2 separate regions of the Mus musculus genome follow, and region 2 is linked to region 1. A link is a contact called in public HiChIP or PLAC-seq data. All regions are on one chromosome and are shown on one strand. Each heading gives the region's core, a stretch centred on a gene start, on an enhancer-like site or on the middle of the called end of the contact. The rest is flanking DNA. Distances are from core to core; before and after follow the strand shown.

Region 1 (5,348 bases), core at 1,065-3,564:
CTGCTTTTTACGGGAGTCCTGTATGGAGGCAAGGTGACTTAACTATATACATTTCTCGGGCTGAAGAGCCATATGCCTTACCTGGCCTTTCTGTCTGGTCTCAGGATTCACTTTCTTCCTGGGAACAAACCCTCTATTAACCAGGATGGTGACTCTAGAACAATAATAAAAGTCACCCTTTGGGTGAGGAAGAGTTCCAATACAGATGTCACTAGTGGTTACTTCAGCATTTATCTACTGGGCATATAAATGGTTTATTCTGTGGATTCAGACTTCACTGCTAAGCCTTAGTGATTCAAACTGGCTAAGAAAATCGCTTAATGGGCTGGAGAGATGGCTCAGCAGTTAGGAGCACTGACTGCTCTTCCAGAGAGAGGTCCTGAGTTCAATTCCCAGCAACCACGTGGTGGCCCACAACCATCTGTAGTGGAATCCGATGCCCTCTTCTGGTGTGTCTGAAGACAGCTACAAAGTGTACTCATAAATAAAATCTTTTTAAAAAGTTGCTTAATGTTGGAGATGTTGGAAATTATCAGGCAGTGTTGGCTCTCATAAATTCCCTAGGGTCTTAAGGTTGACTGAGCACAATGAGGCTCAGCCATGCACTACTCACCCCAAGTCAGAGCAATGGAAAGGAGTAACTACATGGGCCCCACTTTCAGTTGAGGATAGTCTGCCAGCATCTCGCGCCTCTCGGACAGGATCCACCATGGTCCGAGGCATTATGTACAACTCTTTAGAGTGGTCAAAGTGGCCCCTGACCTTCACTGGCCTGTACTCCAAATTTTTCAGTTCCATTGGGCTATAAGGAGAAAAGGAAGGGCTGTGAGTAAGCCAGGCTTGTCAATCCTTTAAGCAGAAAGGCTCAGTGAGGATCATCAGACAGGTTATGTCCTCCATAGCAACCTTTGATGCCAAATAGTAATAGAAGATGGTGATAACCAGAGCCCAGGTTTTCAAGGAAAGTGTGGGTTTCTGTATGGCTACTGTATATACATTAACAAAATGTGAGTCCAAACTCCACTTGTTCCCAACCCTGAAGGACAAAACTTTAAAATTCAAGAGGGCAATACAATAAACTTTAAAGACCACCACCCACCAGGGCCACAATGAACTGTCACCACTTTGGAGGATCCCTTGAGACCTGAAAAGGGAAATCTGACACCGAAAATAAATCTTTTCTATTTATGTTCTGTGTCCAATTTCATAAAGGCAGTCAGCAGGCAGTTTATCGGGAAACAGGGTTCTCGCCAAAGGACAGCAAATTACACCAAACAGAAGCAAGGGCCCCACTGCCGCCCTGTAAGTGGAATGAATAAAGTGGGCAGCCACACTCACTCTGCTGGTAGAGGGATGGGCTCAGCCATGACTCGAGACTCTAATTCTGCAATAAGTTTCAGCTTCCATTTCCGACGTTGGACCTATAGAAACAGCATGAGCTAAGCTAAGGTATCAGTGGAGTCCGAGCCTCGGAGCCACCCAAATTCGACCCCCATCTTCACCTGCCAAGTCCCCAGGCCAAAAGCAGTAGCAGGGATTAAAAGCAGGAACCACTGGAGAAAAGAATCGTCCTCTGCTTTAGCGGCGGCTGTTTCAGCAGTAGAACTGCAACACCTGCGTGGCCTACAGACCATCCCTGGAGGAAGTTTTACAACACTGGCATGGGGTCAGAAGCCCTAGAACAAACAGAACTGGATGGCCAATTCCTCGAGAGGCCCGATTATACCCCAGAGAATGTATGGCAAAGGTGGCAATTAACAGCACATGTGCCCAACCCTCTCCCAGTACAATACACGCAGTAAACCACTGTGGGCTGAAAAGAAAGGTGCATCAACCGCACCCAGGTCTGAGCCCTTCTCACCTGAGCGGACAGAAAACCCAAAGACGCTCCTCCTGACAGCGCAGAACTGGGCCTGCGGGGACCAGACAGGCCGAGGGGCTAAATCCAGGGAACCCCACGCCTGCCAAGTGCAAGCACCTGACACGGTCCAACCCAGCCCCACACAACTTCGAGCTAAGTCTTCTTGGGCAGGGTCCTCCCTGGCACCGCTCCACCCAGGGCTAAGTTCTCTTGGGCAGGGTCCTCCTCGGCCCCACTCCACTCCGGGCCCGGCCCTCCAGATCCCTCTTCTTGAGCAGGATCCTCTCTGAACCCCCGCTTACCCGTCCCGCGTAGGCCCATTGCGACCACCGCGTCATCCGTCGCGGCAGCACAGCCAAAGCCATCACAGCAGCCATCTTTGAGCACTTCCGGGACCGAGAAATCTGCTTCCTTCCGGGACGGCGCTCTGTCTCACGTGGTGGCTGCGGCGTCAGATGGGCATCTCCGATCATGGACGAACCACCCTCTGATGTGCTTGCATTCTTGCGCCAGCACCCCAGCTTGAGACTACTGCCCAACACCCGCAAGGTCGGAAGAGAACCGTGACCGGAAGAGTAGGGCCAGGAAGGAACGGGATCTGGGAGGAGCGGAACCTCGGAGGACCGACAGTGGCCAGAAAGGAGGGGGACCCGGGAGTATTGTGCCTGGAAAGCGTGGGACCTGGGAGGACAGTGCAGGGAAGGGGCGGAGCTGGCAAGAACCACCTTCTGACCAGATGCTCATCCGCAGGTTCGCTGCTCCCTAACTGGCCATGAGCTGCCCTGCCGTCTGCCCGAGCTCCAGGAATACACCCGCGGCAAGAAGTACCAACGGCTGTCAAGTTCCTTCTCTAACTTCGATTACGCAGCTTTCGAGCCACACATTGTGCCCAGCACAAAGAATCGGTACGTAGTTTGGCCGGCCAGCGCCTAGGAGCAGAGCCTGTGCCCCCTGTTCTGAGCTTGTAGGAGCCTCCCACTGTGACACTTATCAGGACAGTGCTTGTGGCCCTTGCATGTAGTTCCCTGAAGCCAGGCTGGGCAGTGCCAGTTTCACTGTTTGGGGATCCTGTCTATGGTTGTGTGGTTGATATATCCTCATATAGCACTCCCTGAGCTGTCTGACCGCCAAGCATGCAGTGTGAAACTGCAATTTCTTGGGTAACAATCTGGGTCCTTGATCCCAGATACTGAGTGGAATTGTTTGTAAGCCTGTGTAGCTGGGTTGGCCTGGAACTCACTATGTAGGCCAGACTGACCTTAAAGCCTGCCTCTGACTCTGCCCCTCTGCCTCTGCCACCTGAGTGCTGGAATTAAAGTCCACCATGCCTTTTTCAAAATCCAGACACTGAGACTAAATGCAGAGCATCCCAGCAGATGGATCATTTGTTTGCAGCATGCAGCCATGGTGGAGCCCACAAGACTGGGCCCTTGGTGTGCACTGCCCCTCCATACCCACCTGTTTGCCTTTTAGGCACCAACTGTTCTGCAAACTCACCCTGAGGCACATCAATAAGTCCCCAGAACACGTGCTGAGGCACACCCAGGGCCGGAGGTATCAGAGAGCACTTCATCAATGTAAGTCACCCCCCAGAAGCTCAGGCCTTTGGATGCATGCTCCCTGCCCCCAAAAAGCCAGAAAGGTGCCTTGGCCATCACTGATCCTTTATTGATGCACTTGCCTGATCTTGCACAGTGAGAAGGCAAAGCCAGAAGTAGGTGGGAAGGAGTGCGGTGGAGGTCTGATATTCCATAGCAGGGACAATCCTAGGGTAGCTCCCAGGCTGAGGCTGCAGTATTCTAGTTATAGGACAGGTCCATAGTCATCTGATACTGCAGGAGAGCCTTGAAGACTGTTCTCAGGAGCAGGATTGGTGCAAACAGTCCTGCAGGCTCCAGAGGGTGAGGGGTCTTGCAGCTAAGGGGTTGGTGGCTTGAGCAGGAAAGGGGACTTGCAGACAGCCTCCAGTATTGTTGGGTATAGCCAGGGGTGGGAAGGCATCCCAAGTCATTGAGAGTAGAGACTCCTGGGGTTAGGGACAGAGAGAGGATGGGGCCAGCTTGAGCATGAGGGAGGTGAAAACCTCCCATCCATGCTACCACAGGAAGATGAGGGTAAGAAAGGGACTGGGACTAGGTAACTTGGATGGAGGAATGAAGCAGGGAGAATGGAGGGTTGGGGTTCGCAGAGGCTGGGGATGAGTGGGAGGCTTCAGGGACTGCATCGCCTGTCCTGCCCTAACAGGCAGACTTCAGTCACAGGGTGGGAAGGTAAGGAATCTGTCAGTTGTCTGCTGGTGCAGAGTTGGCACCTGGGCTGCACTGACCGGTGGCAAGCTAAGGTTTGGCTGTTGTACCTTTGTTAGCTTTGTCATCTGCTACATTTTCACAGGGAGGGCTGTACAGGAATCCCCATGATTATAAAGATGTATCAAAGAGCTGAGACAGAGCCAAAACACAGTGAGGCCGGTTAGGATGGCAGGCTGGTTACCGTAGCTAATTGGCCTGCTGAGAGCACTGGGAGGAGACCACAGTGGTCCTAGAAATAGATGTCAAAGATGAAGCAGGGAAGACTGGAGATAGCAGAGCAGTTGGTTCTATCAGATGCCCAGTCCCAATTAGACTGTTACTCATGAGCAATGAGCTGGTATCCCTCACCTATGGAGATGGTGCTGGCCCAAGAAGTTCAGACTCCTCAGTACCTGAGGACAGCAGTGGTGACCCTAGTAAGTGCCTTCCCTGAAGCCTCATTCCCGCGCCAAGTTGAAGTGAAGCCAGGCAGTTTCCCCTGAGGTCCACAGCCTTTGGCTGCCCACCCCTATCTGGTAGGATAAAGGAACAGAACCATGGCACAATACAACCCATAGCTTAGCTGTGCACCAAGAGGGTACCAGTGTAATGAGCTTGCTAGTCTCCTAGATGAAGAGTGTCAGAAACAAGGTGTGGAATATGTCCCTGCCTGCCTTCTACACAAGAGGAAGAAGAGAGAGGACCAGACGAACAGTGATGAACTCCCAGGCCAGAGAACAGGTTTCTGGGAGCCAGCTTCCAGTGACGAGGAAGACGCCTTGAGTGACGACAGCATGACAGACCTATACCCACGTAAGCAGACCCAGTCCAATCCCTGCCCCTGTCTCCTGCTAGGTACCTTGTGATCCTGCTGTGAGCCACTTTTCCTAAGAAAGGGAGGGATGCTTTTACCTGTGACACAGCTCAGCCAAGTGTTTGTTCCTTCCAGCTGAGCTGTTCACAAAGAGAGAACTAGGCAAGCCTAAGAACGATGACACTCCTGAAGACTTTCTGACAGACCAACAGGATGAGAAGCCGGAGCATTCAGAAGAGAAGAGCTTTAGAGAGAGGGAAGAGGCCAGAGTGGGCCACAAGAGGGGTCGTAAACTGAGGAAGGTGAGTGGTGGGCTGCAGAGTGCTGAGGGTAGGGGGCTACTCAGCAAATTCTGCAAGTGCACTTGTCGGGTAGCAGCCTAAAA
Region 2 (5,625 bases), core at 1,616-4,115, 250 kb after region 1:
TGCCTAGTCTGCATCAGCTGCCCAGGCCAGCTTCCATGCCCTCACTCCAGTAGCTACACTGCTGGTTGTCACCGCCCACAGTCAGGACGTAGCCACAGATGGCCTCACGTGGCAGAGCCCATGGGGGATTACAGCTCCCAAAGGCTTCCAGCATCAGAGAAATTCGGGAAGGCAAGGGGCTTATTAAAACACTGAAATTGGTTCTAAATGAGGTCAGCCGTCATCGATGAGGCTTGGAGCGAAGCCAGGCATTTAGCAGCACACCGAGTCTATTTCCTGACATGGTGACAGTGACGTCCTGGGTGCCACCCCCAGCCCACCCTGGGAAGGCAGCTGACATAGTCAAACCCTAGCAGAGTCACCAGGGTGGGGGTGCAGGCAAGAGCAGGAGAGAAGGAAGGACAACACCCCGCGCCCTGGACCTCCCAAACACTACAAGGAGGTGAAACACAGACAGGATAGCTGACCACTGTTCCCTGTCCAGGGTCAGATCAGTCCGCTACAAGATTAATAAGAGGAAGGGCAGACAATGATAACAACAATAAATAAATTAAAAAGGCAACACTGAAATGTAAGGGCTGGGGAGATGGCTCAGGCAGTTAAAATGCTTGCTCATGAGCACGAGGACCCGAATTCAAATTCCCAGCACCCAGGCCTGGGTGTGATGGCACAAACTTTTAAATCCAACAGACAGGAGGCAGAGGCAAGCAGACAGATCTCTGTGAGTTCAAGGCCAGCCTGCTCTACATAGTGAGGATCTGTGTCAAAAATTTTATTTATACATACACACACACACACACACACATACACACACACATATATATATATATACATACATACATACATATACACATACATACATGCATACAAGCATAGAAGCATACATACATACATGCATGCATACACGCATACACACATACATACAAGCATACATACATACATACATACATGCATACAATACATACATAGAAAGGCTAGCTATAGATGCCCATGGGCCCTGCTGGCTCTGCCTCAACATCTGGGGTTTTTTCCAGATTTTAGTTCTGGTCAGCCCATCCTCATGACTCCTGTGGGATTTTCCTGATCTTGGCTGTCAGGGTACACTCCTACCCCTTATGTTGCTAAGAAAACCCATTTTGGGGTCCCTGAATGCTGTCTTGTCTGTGCCCTACCCTGCCCTGCCCTACCACAGATGGCTGCGTGACCCTGGGAACCCATCTTCCCCTCTGTGTGGTTCTATCTCCTTGTGTGTCAGATGGGGACAACCACAGGCTGGTCTCTCAAAGCCAGCAAAGCAGGCAGGCCTGCTTCCCTCCCCTGGTAACTACGAAGACTGGGTAATTGTTACTTCTGAAGTTGGCTGAATCACTTCTGCCAGCGTTCCAGCCTTGTTCCTAGCTGCAGAACGGGAGTGCTTTTTGAATCTGTTAAAAATAAATGTGTGTGTGTGTGTGTGTGTGTGTGTGTGTGTGTGTGTGTGTGTCACTCTGCTGTTTACTAAGAACCATGCTTCTCCTCTGAGCATCGAGCGCAACTGTTGCTCTCAGGCTGGATCCAGGAAAGGGACACTACTTGCTGCAGTCAGACTCCTGCTCAGCAGCCCTACCCTTCTTAGGAACCGACCTGGCCCTCGCTGCCCCAGGTGGCCCTAAGAGCTCATTGAAAACCAGGATGTGGCTAGCTAAGCCACACCCCACTCAGAGCCTGTGACTCTTGTCCTAGCTTGTGCAGAACAATGTGCCCATTAGCCCTGGTCATTCTGCCTATCTGCTTTCCAGAGCAGAGTTGGGACTATCTGGAGATCTCACCTGTGTGCAGGACTGAGGTCCCGTTTCCTCTGTAGAACAGAGCTCAGTGAAGAATCGGCCTTGCTGGCCAGAGGCTCAGGCTGGGCTACTGTGTTTCTGAGAAAGAAGCAGGAAGAAAAAGAGGGAGAGAAGGAAGGAGAGAAGGACTCACAACTAGGTTGGAGGGACCTATAGTCACAGTGAGGTACAGAGGTGGATGGCTTTGGATACAAGCAGCAGACCAAGTAGAATTTCCTGGTGTTGGAGGTATGGACAGTACTGGTTCTCATCATGAGACAGACAGGGCTGAGCAATAGGAAGGCCAACCTGTGCAGGGGCCCTATGGCAGGTTTGGGAGGGACAGCGCTGGGTACAGCTGACCTGAGAAGCAAGAGGAAGCCCTGGGTTTGAGAGCTTCAGGGAGATGGGAACAGGTATGTCCCCCACCCTCCTTTCCCCTAAGTACTGTCCCTACAGCCACGAGAGCCCATTCACCCCTTTCTGCCTGCCCTGCTGTCTCTGCACCCACTCCTTCTGTAGCAGCCGTGGCGCCAGCTGGAGCCCGTGGGGAAACAGGAGAAAAAGTGGGAACAGCCGGCCTTGGAGAGAGTGTCTAAACACGGACTATTTGGGGACTGCCTTTTATTTTTAGTTTGAAACTTATCCACCCCCCAGTATTGTTAAAAACAAGAGCCAGGAACCCACCACTCACTGTCACTCAGGAAAGAGCCCCTTAGACCTCAGTTGGAGCAGGTGGAGAGGACCTGGTATCTGGCTGCCTATGAGGCCCTCCGCAGGGCGTGGCTGGAGGTGTCCTTAGGACCTATGTCTGCAGAGAGTAGCTGTTTCCAACAGGCGTCAGAGATTTGTTGGAGGACATCAGCCACTCTGCTTCGATTCTCCTGAAGATGTCCATGTGTCATTAGTGCCAATTAGGGGAGATGTGTTTGCCCCAGGGCATGGACTGGTGGGAGGGCCACCAAGACAATTCAATTCCCCACCAGACAAATGTGATTAGGTGCAGCCTGGCCCAACCCCACTGGACAGGCATAAATGGCAGAGTGGGGTTGGGGTGCTCATCCCTGCCATGCAAGCTCATCTCAGCCACCAGCCTTGTTGGAGCAGCCTCCCAAGCCCCAGTGTCCGTGAGGCGGCTTCCATGTACGGCACTGCTGTGGCCATCTTCCTGGTCATCCTGGTGGCTGCACTGCGGGGCTCGGAGCCTCCAGAGAGCCCCTTCCCCTACCACATCCCCCTGGACCCCGAAGGGATTTTAGAGCTCTCATGGAACGTCAGCTATGTCCAGGAGATCATCCACTTCCAGCTCCAGGTGCAAGGGCTGAGGGCTGGGGTCCTGTTTGGAATGTCAGATCGAGGAGAGATGGAGAACGCAGATCTCATCATGCTCTGGACTGATGGGGACAGGGCCTACTTTGCGGTGAGTCCTCTGCCATCTTTCTGTCTTGTCCTCACGTCCATACCCCCCCCACACACACACACACAAGCTGGCTAGCTTCATACAGCCCTGCTCTACAGTCAGCAAAGAAAGCTTGCCTACTGCTTCTGTGTTTGATGTCACTAATCTGAATTAAGCCCTTCAGCGTCATAAGGACACTCACTAGAGAATGGAACAGTAAGTAGTCTCTCCTTGAAATCCTTGACTACACCCCCAAATAATGGTTGCAGCAATCCTAAGGACAGTAAGGGCAGATGGAGGACCCACATGCCATGAGTCCCCACCCACCCACACACACATGAGTAGAGACCCTGCATATCCTCCAGTTTTACAAATAGCAACTCCATGCCACACTACCAGTACATGTGCACCTGTTGTGGGCCAGGTGGCATATGGCTGAATAGAGCAGGCAGTATGCACACCAGCTTGGGACACAGAAACACGCCTTCTGTGCTATACTCAATGATGGTAAAGGTAGACACAGATACCACTGCAACCCGGGTGTGGGACAACCCCATCCTCACCACACAAGCTGAGCCCAGGCCAACAGAATGCCTCTGGTTCCTTCTGTTCAAAAGCTACCTGAACATCTGCATGCTAGGGTAGCAAACAGGAAATCTCCTACAGACCGGAGCATCCTTCAGGGCCCCTACAAGCTACAGGGATCAGTAGACGGAGGATAGATACCCACACATATCCTCTGTGGTTCTACTCTTTGTCCTCCTACCTCTACAGAGGGATGGACCATCAGGGCCTCTTCGGGATAGAATCTAACTCTGCATCTACAAGAGAAGAGATGGTTTCTTTATCCGATCATGTTTCTTCTTCATACTAGGCTAGCCTCAGCTTTGTGTTAATCCTCCTGCCTCAGCTTCCCCAGTGTTGGGATTATAGGTGTGAGCTACTAAACCTGACTAGGAGATGCTCTCTTGAGCTGAGCATGGCAGCAGCCACTCTCCCTGTTTCACAGTGAGGCCAGGCATTGGCTCAGAACTGTCAGGCAGGGTGACAGAGCAGGGCTGGCTGTACAGTGGCTCTGGAATCACAGTCTGTCTGAGGTGTGTGGGAGACAGAAGAGACTTGTTGGGTCCCAGTGGGGCTGACATTCCTTTCCCCCTTCGGGGTGCAGCTTTTTCAAGCTGCAGCTTCCACCAAGGGGGCCTTTTCCACCCCTGGCAGGTTTGTTTGCACAATGAATTCCTTTGAACACAGACATCAGAAACGGAGTTCTTTAGGCAGCAGTATGCTCAGGTCTGCACTGTAGCTTCCCAGCAGCAATGCCAACTGCCTGGCTGGTCCTGCTGTGAGTCAGCAGCAACCCCAACAGGAGCCCCACCATGAGGCTGTCCCTAGAGGAAATGTTGCTAATTTCTTGCAGGCTTTGCTTTCCTAAGCTGTGATAGCCCTGGAGGTAGGACTAAGTAGAAACAGCCCCAACAATCCTCACAACAGAGGCCTGTGATGGTCATGAACCCACTTGGTAGATGCCACCCCAGCCTGCTTCCCTTACCCTGGCCTGGAGCCCTGCAGGGGAAGGCAGGGAGACCTGGATCTCGGCTCTAGGAACTATTCTGGGGAAATGCTCACGCTTGCTGCCAATGCAGCTGAGGCAGCCTCCCCAACCCAGACCTCAGTTTAATCTCTCCAGGCAAGGCTAGCCTAGAGTAAGAGATTCCTAGGGTACAGTATTGAAGGCAGCGTTTGCTCTCAATTTTATGCAAGCATGGGGCACACACCTGGGTGAGTGAGTGCCACCTTAAATGCTACTCTGCCTCTTTCCACTCTGGCTCCATCATCATCTGTGTAGGTTCAAGGCTCTAGTCTCAAATGTCTAATCCTAGTGTGCAGTCCTGTGGGAAGCCATGTTCACCTTAACAATGCAGTACACTTCTTCAGGTCTCACTCTAAGCTCTGCTGTATGGCTAACTGTCTCTGGGCGTCTCAGGCACCCAGCTTACATGTGGTAGGTTGAAAGGAAGCTGATTTGGGGTACAGCTTCAGGTAGGATAGGCAACAGAATGGGGTGTAAATATGGGGGGCTAGAAAACTTGGTTCAAGGGAGGCCTGCTGCCCTTACATACACTGGGCCCTGGGTTTGATCCCAACACTGAAAAAGAATGAGACAGATAAAATCCAACGGGAGCAACGATCAGCAGCTTCCTAGCCCTGCTGGGTGTTCTGTGGAGCTGGTGACTCACTCGGGGTAGCGGCTGTGATCTCTAATAGAGATATGTGCTCCACCTGGGTAGGGGCTCCTTCCTGCTCAGACCCTGAGCCTGTCTCTGTAGGATGCCTGGAGTGACCGGAAAGGGCAGATCCATCTGGATTCCCAGCAAGACTACCAGCTGCTCCAGGCACAGAGGACTCGAGATGGCCTGTCCC

The links. HiChIP or PLAC-seq counts read pairs in DNA pulled down with a chosen protein or histone mark.
Region 2: a contact with region 1 is called in an HNF4G HiChIP or PLAC-seq map of pancreatic cancer cells. The contact joins the promoter of Dbh here to the promoter of Surf2 in region 1. A contact is called at or near these places in 1 of 39 promoter capture datasets (hippocampal neurons), 2 of 115 datasets of contacts at active chromatin or transcription factors (the SCID.adh cell line and pancreatic cancer cells) and 1 of 9 other capture datasets (pancreatic islet).

The regions. Positions count from the first base shown.
Region 1 is chr2:26,914,094-26,919,441 of GRCm38.p6, forward strand. It overlaps Surf2 (surfeit gene 2), which reads left to right and starts at 2,315. Exons shown (of 6, transcript NM_013678.3): 1 at 2,315-2,410; 2 at 2,612-2,766; 3 at 3,335-3,438; 4 at 4,780-4,962; 5 at 5,099-5,265. The coding sequence starts at 2,333. Surf1 (surfeit gene 1) reads right to left here and starts at 2,437. Exons shown (of 9, transcript NM_013677.2): 1 at 2,164-2,437; 2 at 1,862-1,913; 3 at 1,503-1,636; 4 at 1,339-1,421; 5 at 614-802; 6 at 82-154. The coding sequence starts at 2,238.
Region 2 is chr2:27,162,642-27,168,266 of GRCm38.p6, forward strand. It overlaps Dbh (dopamine beta hydroxylase), which reads left to right and starts at 2,866. Exons shown (of 12, transcript NM_138942.3): 1 at 2,866-3,225; 2 at 5,532-5,625. The coding sequence starts at 2,875. It overlaps Dbhos (dopamine beta hydroxylase, opposite strand), which reads right to left and starts at 62. Exons shown (of 7, transcript NR_040524.1): 1 at 1-62.